Linked DNA regions of Danio rerio: region 1 is linked to region 2. Evidence: chromatin contacts called from public Micro-C data. All regions are on one chromosome and are shown on one strand. Each heading gives the region's core, a stretch centred on a gene start, on an enhancer-like site or on the middle of the called end of the contact. The rest is flanking DNA. Distances are from core to core; before and after follow the strand shown. Region 1 holds the start of xrcc3 (X-ray repair complementing defective repair in Chinese hamster cells 3). Region 2 holds the start of ppp1r13bb (protein phosphatase 1, regulatory subunit 13Bb).

Region 1 (4,656 bases), core at 2,140-4,639, 170 kb before region 2:
AGTTACAGCTTCCGGTTGATGGGGACTTTAATAGTGATGCTTTCTATCACAGAAAGAGTAAACAAAAAGTATTCTATTTATGGGCTCTTACATAAACTACAAGGACCAAATGGAAACCTTATCAGCTCTCATACAGCCTCTATTTTAACGAGACCATTTCTGCAAGGAGCACTTTCACTTCTAGCAATATTCCATATCTATACATTCATTCAATCCCAAGTCTTTGAGAAGTCTGGTTCAGTTTACCCCTCAGATGATTTTTAAAAACATCTCTGGTCCTCCTATAACACATGCAATGACAGCAAAACTTTTTGATGGTTTGTTTGAAGACAACATATCTTTCCTTTTGTCACACACAAAACTCATAATGAACATCTTAAAACCCATAAATGAACCCCTTCTTCCCTTATTGTAGTCTTTCTAAAGATACAAAGATCATTTTTTAATAAAAAAATAACAACACAATGAAGTTAAATATAGGCATTTTCTTTCCATTCAGCAGTAAACCAATGTTAAGTTAACTTTAATGGGACACCATAGTACATCCAGTTCAACCTATAAATCGCCTTTAATGTTTTGCAAATAAAATGGGCATCTATATATATGATTCATTAAGAGGCACTTTGTTCTTCACCAGTAAAAAGAGGTCACTAAGGTTGCAGCATTCTTAATAATAAGAGATCATATTCCATTTCTTTATTATAATACATATAGGCAACATGCAATATCATAAAACGGCAATTTATGCTCAACAATTCAGGGAAAAGAATGATAAAATAAAAGCTGAAAGCAGAAAAAAAATATTTTCACTGAAAAATAAATAGTGAATTGAAATTTGTAAAAACAAAAAAAAAACAAGAAAGTATGTTAAATGAGATTCTGAATAATTTTATGACATACTTCAAAAAATAAAGGTGATTTAGTATTAAAAAATACTAAGTATTCCTAAATTTTATTTTTATTATGTTTTTAAATAAATTGGTCTTCCACTTCATATTTTCTGATTATTCATAGTGTATGAATTAATTCCGGTTCATTTAGTTTTTCCGGTACATTTACCGGAATTACCGGTACTTTAACTTAAACCGACATACATTGGTGGTAGAAGTTGATATTTCAGAAATTATGCGATGTGGGAAAAATGCATTGAGTGTGTTAACTAGCGACATTAGGAGTTAAAAAATGCAATCCATTTTTTTTTCTTGGTGGAGCAGTTATGAGATGGAAATAAAACAAATAATGTGATTGCCTCATATGGAAAATTCAAGCCCATTATCCTGTCATACTTTCTGCAAATAATTTGCTATAATATGTCAAAACTGCTTTTGCAACTGACATGGATTTTGAATTATCTAGCTGGTTAAGTTAACTTTAATGGAACACCATAGTACATCCAGTTCAACCTATAAATCGCCTTTAATGTTCTGCAAATAAAAAAGGCATCTATATCTTGGATTGTCTGATAGTGAATGAACATCAAGTTTTAATTTTATTGTAGTTTTTAGGTTGAGTTTTGACCATTTAGACCAGCTGCATTAAAATGCATTATAATTTAATTTCATCCTACCACATTTTAAATGTACTTTATTTTACAGTATGTGTACTGAACATGTTCTTACAGTGTACTTACCTTATACTGGGTTTTACAAGATAACTATACGAGTTAAGGTTCAGGGGTATGTGCTTCTGTGAGAACATGTTTAGACTGTGGCTAGCCAATAAATTAAATTGTGCAAAAGCATAAAAGAGTTTAAAACATTATCTGTGAGAAATCTTTTCCTATTTTTGATTTCGGTATATTTTCTCTATATTTTCTTTCTGTATTTTCATTTGAGCATTTATTTTTTTTCAAAAAATTATAATTTATTATAGTAAAAGGCACTCCAAGTGACCAAGCATACAGATTTCCCTGAAACATGGGGCATGATCCCAACTATCATTTTTTTAGGTTTAAGAAAACAGCTCTTACCATCTGCAGACACAAACTGGCCGACGGCTGAAGAGACTCCTCCACTGTTTTCCACAAACTGAACCTCAGACACAATGATGTTATCCTCCAGAACCGAACCACAGGCTGTGCAGACTGCACTCCCCCGGGCTGGATCTGTGTCGATGTCCGATCCACCACAGTTCTTGCACTGGCGACTCATACTGACTGAAGACTTAGACCTGAGGAGCACACACCAACTCCATTACAGAACAGGAAACACTTTACAAAACATACTGTTTTTTATGTTTTTGTCAGTTTCTTGTTATTAAGATATTATAAACATAAAACACGTATTAAAACCGAATAACCAGCAATATAATGTTTTCAACAGAACCTTATCTTCAACGGGGATTGAACTCGGGTCGCACGGCTTCATTGGTCTTGCATATTCCGCTCTGCTACGCGACAGTTAGCATGCCGGATACACAATGCACATTTGTCGCCCTGTTCATTGTCGGTCATGATTCCTATATTCTTATATTAGGATTCATTTTATTTTATGTTTTATGTTCTAATGCACATCAATAGTAACGTTATTTTTGCTAAGCTAATGTTTTGATATGGTTTATGTATGTGCACATATGCTACAGAATGAAAGCTAGCTTGAATGATACGACCCTAAACATTCTACAAACAGCTTAGTTTATCGCTTTATTCTTTATTTCATAATGTAACATAAACATACACAATTTACGCTAGCCTTTAACAGTAAGATAGCCACTCACCAGTCAAAGGAAGTAAAGACTTTAGCTCAACAACTTTAAAACCGTATCCAGTCGTATTTCTTGTTGTTTGATAAACTATTTAGATAGCAAATCCTGTTTTACTATGACCAACATGTTTAAAAGAGTTAAATCAATCTGTTTTGGTAAAATACTTCATTTAATTCATAACAACATACTATTGTGACTTTCCAGATCAGTCCATCTACCCAACTGAAACACAACATTAAGGGCTGTTCTAAAAACAGAACATAGAGGGGTGGCCAATATCCAAAAGTTCTTATTTTAATTGTTATCATGAGTTTATTTTGCTTATACGTATTGTGTGTGAACCTAAATACCTTAGAATTATATAAATGCTGAATGTATATTACTACAATACCATTTGATCGTTTTATGTAATAGCCTAAACTCAAAACACCCCCATATTGATTTAACTGAACCAGTGGCAAACCCCAGCTCTAAAGCGCGATAATATGAAGGGTCAGTGCTTTAGCCGTTACGCTAACGCTATTCTCTTTTTGTTTTGTTAAAATTAAGTATTGTTCTTTATATGTATTGCTTCTTACTGCATGTCTTTGAAGAAACGTAAATAAATATCGTTAGCCGGCTGGATTTAAGACTTTAATTTTGACAGACTATATGACACAATGACCGGGAAGTAAACATCGTGCAGTTCAAAATGTGCGCAAATAGTTTTAGTTAACGTTAGTTGAAATGTTTATTCATTGTTTTATTAACGTTAAACTGTTATTATGGAGATTCAAGTTTGGTGATGGAGTGGGAACAACTTGAGCTGAATCCAAGGATTATTGCTGCTGTTAAAAAAGGTTGATAAACAATCCCTTATTGCGATACATTGCTGAGAGAGTGCGTTACAGTTTATTTATCTTCGTGTTAAACGTTATTTCAATGTTTAGGCAATTTTAGATCAGCCAAAGAGATCCTGTGTGTATCTGGTCCAGATCTGCAGAGACTGACGCGCTTGTCAAAGGCTGATGTCCAGCGTCTTCATCAGGCGGTAGCGGCTTCTGTGCGCAAGTCTAAACCCGTCACAGGTTATACTTTTGTATTATTTTAATTTTAAACATCCGGTGTTGTTATAGAGGTAATTACAGAACTTTTTTTCTGATTTTATTTGATCAAAGAGACAGTTCTCCCCCCAAAAAATGAAAATTCTGTCATCATTTTCTCACCCTTGACTTGTTTCAAAACCGTTTGAGGTGTTTTTGTTCTGTTGAATATAAAATGAGATATTTCGATAAATGTTGGAAACCTGTAACTATTGACTTTCATAGTGATTTCCGTCCTACTTTCCAACATTCTTTAAAATAACTTTTGTGTTCAAGAGAACAACAAACTCAACTGGTTTGTAATAAGTCAAGAATAAGGAAATGACGACAGCATTTGTATTTCTGGGTGATCAATGCCTTTAAATTCTTTGAATATTTATATGATTTTAACAAATAAGAAAAAAAGATGAAATAAGATTTATGTAAACATCTGAAATTGTTGTTCATATAAACATGTGAAATAGATTATCTAGAAAAGATACAAACTAGATTAGAATGAATTATAATTAGCTTAAAAGTAAAGTAAATGAGTTGTAAATATAATGCAAGAATAGAAAATAAACATTGCCAATATAATATTTAGCGCTATTTATAATATTAATTATTTACAGTATACAACATTATGTACATTATATAGATATCTTTTACATTTTAGGATGTAAATAGAAAAAATAAAATAGACTAAAAAACCCCTGCTTTAAAAGTCAACCATGTCAAATAAATCTAAACTTTATAAACAATTTCCGGATATTTAAAAATACTATTTTTAAATCTGTTTAATGAAGAAACAAGAAATTTGCTCGTAAACCAACATTAAACAGAACCAGCTCTCTATTTAAAAGTTATATTCATTACATTATAAAAATCAAAT
Region 2 (4,582 bases), core at 939-3,438:
CACTTTGCTGATAAATGTTAAAGCATGTGGGTTAAATGAGCTCAAGGTTAATGTTTAAAGATGTGACGTTAATGTGTAATCTCAAAGTTATTCACCTGACAGATCTTAAAACGTTGTGACAACCCACAGATGTTCTGTGACGAATATGTACAGTATATACAGTGCTCAGCTTAATGGAGTACACCCCATTTTGAAAATCAGTGTTTTATCCATTTCTCAGTGAATATGGGTAATATATATTAGTGCATTTAAACAAAACAGATTTATTAAACAGATGTATTTAGTAAAATAATATTTTAGTCACAGAACATCTTAAGAAATGAAAAGATATACATTTAAATTAATGCAAAATATTGCAAAACAAATAACAAACTACAACATTTCAACAAAACCTAAATTTAACAAAACTTAATATTTATCAGAAATCTTTGTTTTCTTGATTTTTTTTCTTCCTTTTTTGCTATTTTTGACAATTTTATTTAATATTTTTCCCTAACAAAATTGGGCAGCTAAATTTCGGGCCATTATTGTTAAGTATAAATTATTTTGTTAGACAAGCTTCAGATTTGGCTTCAGTACAGACTAAACTAATGTATATGCATAAATATAACACTGTAAAGCATCCTATAGACAATATTAGTTTAAATAAGAGACTTGTGGGGGGGAGGTTGTATGTACTCATATGATGAGCACTGTATAATGCACAAAAGAGAGAGAAAAAAAAGATGACAATCGCATATTGAATGTTGAATATTAATAACAGATAAGAGGAGCTTCACATTATTGCAGATCATTTTAGCTCCTACAGATAACAATAAAGATCATAAGGAATAAACATGAAGTGCAGCATTTGGTTTCAGTGCTGCCAACCAACATATTTACTCCAGTCTTGAGACCCTTTGAACATAGAGGGAGGGGCATAAAACTGCCAATAATGATTTAGCATTACTGAAACTATAAAGGCGCTAGGGTGCAAAAGAGATTCTCTTTAACAAGCAACAGCATATCAACATCATAAAACTAATAGCTTCCATTAGCACTAGAGAAAAAAGCAGTGTGTACGGACAAAAGACTTGTCATAAAATAAAAAAATAAAAACATCTATTTTTGAACAGTTCTTTATTAGAACTGACTATTTGCCTCTTTAAAAAGCTAAATTATCAGTGGAGATTAAACAACACAACATGAGGCACAGATAACACTCCTGTACTGAGAATATTCCCATCCACAGCCCATTAACAGCTTTCTGAAAAGTATCCCATTATGGATCCCTTGGCAAGGCTCTAGGCAGCCCACAATGCATCTGAATGAGGACTTTCACATTCACACTAGTGTGTATAACTCAACACACTGTACATTCTTTCCACAATGGACTGAGCTGTTTCAACGATACCATACATATAACGGATGATACAGTGATGGGGGCTCACAAATGTTCGCCTATCATGCATGTAAACAAAACTGCATTGCTGATTTGAGGAGCGTGATTTACTCACAGGCATCATCTTCACTTTTGTCAGAGGAACATCTGGTCTTCAGCTTCGATTTGCCTTTCAAAACATCCAACCGAGATCACAGCCCTCTGTATGGGATTAAAAACAACTTCACTTGCAGCATCACTGGCACATCAATGTCCACAGCACTGATAAACACAGGCCAAACAGGCCACGACTCCGTACATCGTGTCATTTCACATCTTTTGAACGCTTTAACGCGACAAGCAACTGGTTATCACTTGCTTTGATCGCCTTCATTTGACTAAAAAAATTAAAGAGACGCTTTAAAACTCGCTTAACTGGATAATCAGCTGAGCGTGTGTATTGAAATGGCAGATGTTTGGATGTTTTACACACCCGCTGAGAACCCGTAACTCATTTACTCCTCATACTGAATGACTTACAATTAATTAATCGAAACAAAACGTTTAATTCAACGATGCGGTTTTAAATATGTTCAGTAAATATTGTTTTCCTCTTTCCGCCCTGTTTATATTAACAGTTCTCCACATCTGTTAGCCAGCTAGCACGACTAAAAACATCCCGGTGTGCAATCATGTTAACAAACACAAAAAATGTACACACACGGTGGGTAAAACAACATTTTACTTACATGTCAGGTGTAGACGTGTGCCATAATCGTTCAGAAAACTGTGCATGGGGTGTTCCTCGTATCCTGAAAGCAGCCGAGTATCGATTAACTCGCGAGATAGCTAAACTAGTTAGCCTGCTAGCCGAAGCCAGGTGAAAACGCTGCGATACGTGAAGCGAATGGGTGGAAACCAAATCAGAACAGGCGTATTCCTCCGAATGCTGTCAGTTATTGGCGTGATATTCGTTAAAGAATTAAAGCAAAAGCAATATAAGTCTAGAAACACTGCCCTGAAATGGCCGAGCTCGCGCTCTTGTGTTAAATGATTGCACACGCAGACCAAGAATGACAGGAATGTGGAGTGACTTATGGATGTTTGTTTGTTTAGTCACTAAAATATCCGAGGTGAAAATCAAACGGACATGATACGCCCTTAGTTTGACCAGACACATTAGTTGTTAGTTCACTTGAAAGTGAATGAAAGTGCAGCTACTCGCACGTGTTTAATCTTTAATCTCAAAGAACCGTGGGATTCTTATTTTGCAGACGTTCAACATCAAGACAAGTTTCCTCATCAAATTACAACGTGTGACGTATAACTTTAAATTGTATATTTAGAGTTTTCTTTTTAAGGTTAAACAAATTTTAGATTTGTGACAAGATACAATAGATTTTTTTTGTACATATCTAAAGTGCTGGACAGTCCTTAAACGCCCACTACTGGTCAACAACAATAATTACTATCTACAAAATATGACAAAACGACAACAAAAACTGTGTATTATAAAACATTGCATGCAAATATTCACACTAGACATTTTCAGTGAGAATTTAACATCAGCTAAAAATAGTTTTGATTCATGTCCTACAAAACAAATGCAACTGTGACTCAATGACTAGCCCATTAAAAGATTTTGGCAGGACATCTTTAATGGTTTATTTTCATAAGTTAACAATCAAGCAGCTGCACATTTGCTGATACCAATTTCCTGCAAGAGAAAGTGAAAGACCACAAAAGCAGTGTATTGTCCATAGAGTGGATCCAATTCAAGCATTTTATTGTTTGCATAAAACAAAATACAGATATCCAGGTGAAGTTCTTCAGGGGAAGATGTACAGAGAGGAGATGGGGATTCGGGGAATGATGCTCCGGTGGCCCGATCAATGTGCAGGTTCTGTGAGAAAAGAGAATTCATGTTAGCGAATGTGTGAAAAACTTGTCCTATAAATTAGCCTTCCTCATCATTTTAGACCAAGGGCTCTCAAAGTGGGCTCCAAGCCCTAAAGCTAGAGGGTTCACAAAATAATTTAGGGCCCTATGATTTCCTTGATGCAAAATAAATGAATGGAATCATGGATTCAATCACAGAATTGTAATTTACAATGTTAAAATAATAATAATCTACAAAAAGACTATTTAATGCTGAAGTTGACACAGATAGAACAGTCATCACAAACAAAATAGTTTGTATGTAGACTTTTCAGCCATTATTATCAATATTAATAATACCACTATTAATGTTTTACAAGCATTGAAAATGACAGAGAAATGCTGGAATTAAGGTTTATAGTTGGGATGCAAACACGGATACCTACAGTAGCCATCAAAACACAATTTGAAAGCAACTTGACCCTTTAAATTAAAGTCTGCATAAAGCACATTACTACAGTCTTTTATTACATTAATATGATCCCTTTACAACTGAAATAGTATTTTGAGTAGGGGGCGGGACTTTATTTTTGCGCTCCCCTCATTCACTCAAAGCCAATTAAAGGTGCAGTAGGTGATTGTCTTCAGAAACTTTTGTTGTTGTGCTGGTTAAAAGTCTCTTCACATTTTAACTGATTAAAGTAAATGATCTAAATGTATTTATATGTATTTTTATATTTTGGGTAAGGCATAAAACTAAAAAAATTGAGTCAATTGAGTCGGGCCGACATCTCTCATAATTCCGATAAGTAGCCCAATCTGTCCGTCAGCAAAATCAGATTTGATCAACTGCTCAGCCTTTTGTACGCAGCTTCGCCGACCGCTGTTGGTGCATAGACGTGCTGCGCGTTCACAAGATCGAGAGTACGCACGCACGATCAGCAAAAACATGGTGAATCAAAACTTTTTAAAAACCTTAATCAATATTGGAGTTACCTTTGCACACTGGAGAAGGATTTCTCTTGGACAGGTAATGTTTTGTTTTAAAACTATTTTAGCTTCACGCAAAGCTGATGTAATGTTAGATGTTGTTGTTACAAATGGGTTATATCTTCCCAGTAATGTTGTTCAGCCACTAAAATCTTCCGGTGAAAGATTTATAAGACTACTTTCACTTCATAAGCGACCTTTACAGCATCAATAACGTAGATTTTAATTAGTTTACAACAAAACATAAATAAAAAGCGCTATTCCATCTAGTCTTTCCCTATATTGTTTACCATGCAACTCTAAATATTCACTCTGAAATAGCATGTCAGTTTGACTTAGTAATGAGTCTAATTC

Evidence for each region. A called contact is a pair of places that touch in the nucleus more often than the background predicts.
Region 1: a Micro-C map of caudal fin shows a contact between it and region 2, with 9 times the contacts expected there. The contact joins the promoter of xrcc3 here to the promoter of ppp1r13bb in region 2. A contact is called at or near these places in 4 of 18 Hi-C or Micro-C datasets (caudal fin, embryo, hematopoietic stem cells and 1 more) and 1 of 4 datasets of contacts at active chromatin or transcription factors (embryo).

Annotation. Positions count from the first base shown.
Region 1 is chr20:23,444,739-23,449,394 of GRCz12tu, reverse strand. xrcc3 (X-ray repair complementing defective repair in Chinese hamster cells 3) reads left to right here and starts at 3,389. Exons shown (of 7, transcript NM_001013541.1): 1 at 3,389-3,542; 2 at 3,633-3,770. The coding sequence starts at 3,488. It overlaps brf1b (BRF1 general transcription factor IIIB subunit b), which reads right to left and starts at 2,927. Exons shown (of 19, transcript NM_199889.1): 1 at 2,716-2,927; 2 at 1,970-2,169. The coding sequence starts at 2,150.
Region 2 is chr20:23,271,461-23,276,042 of GRCz12tu, reverse strand. It overlaps ppp1r13bb (protein phosphatase 1, regulatory subunit 13Bb), which reads right to left and starts at 2,188. Exons shown (of 18, transcript NM_001044824.2): 1 at 2,110-2,188; 2 at 1,497-1,582. The coding sequence starts at 1,505. It overlaps atp5mj (ATP synthase membrane subunit j), which reads right to left. Exons shown (of 6, transcript NM_001135972.3): 6 at 2,584-3,263. The coding sequence ends at 3,250.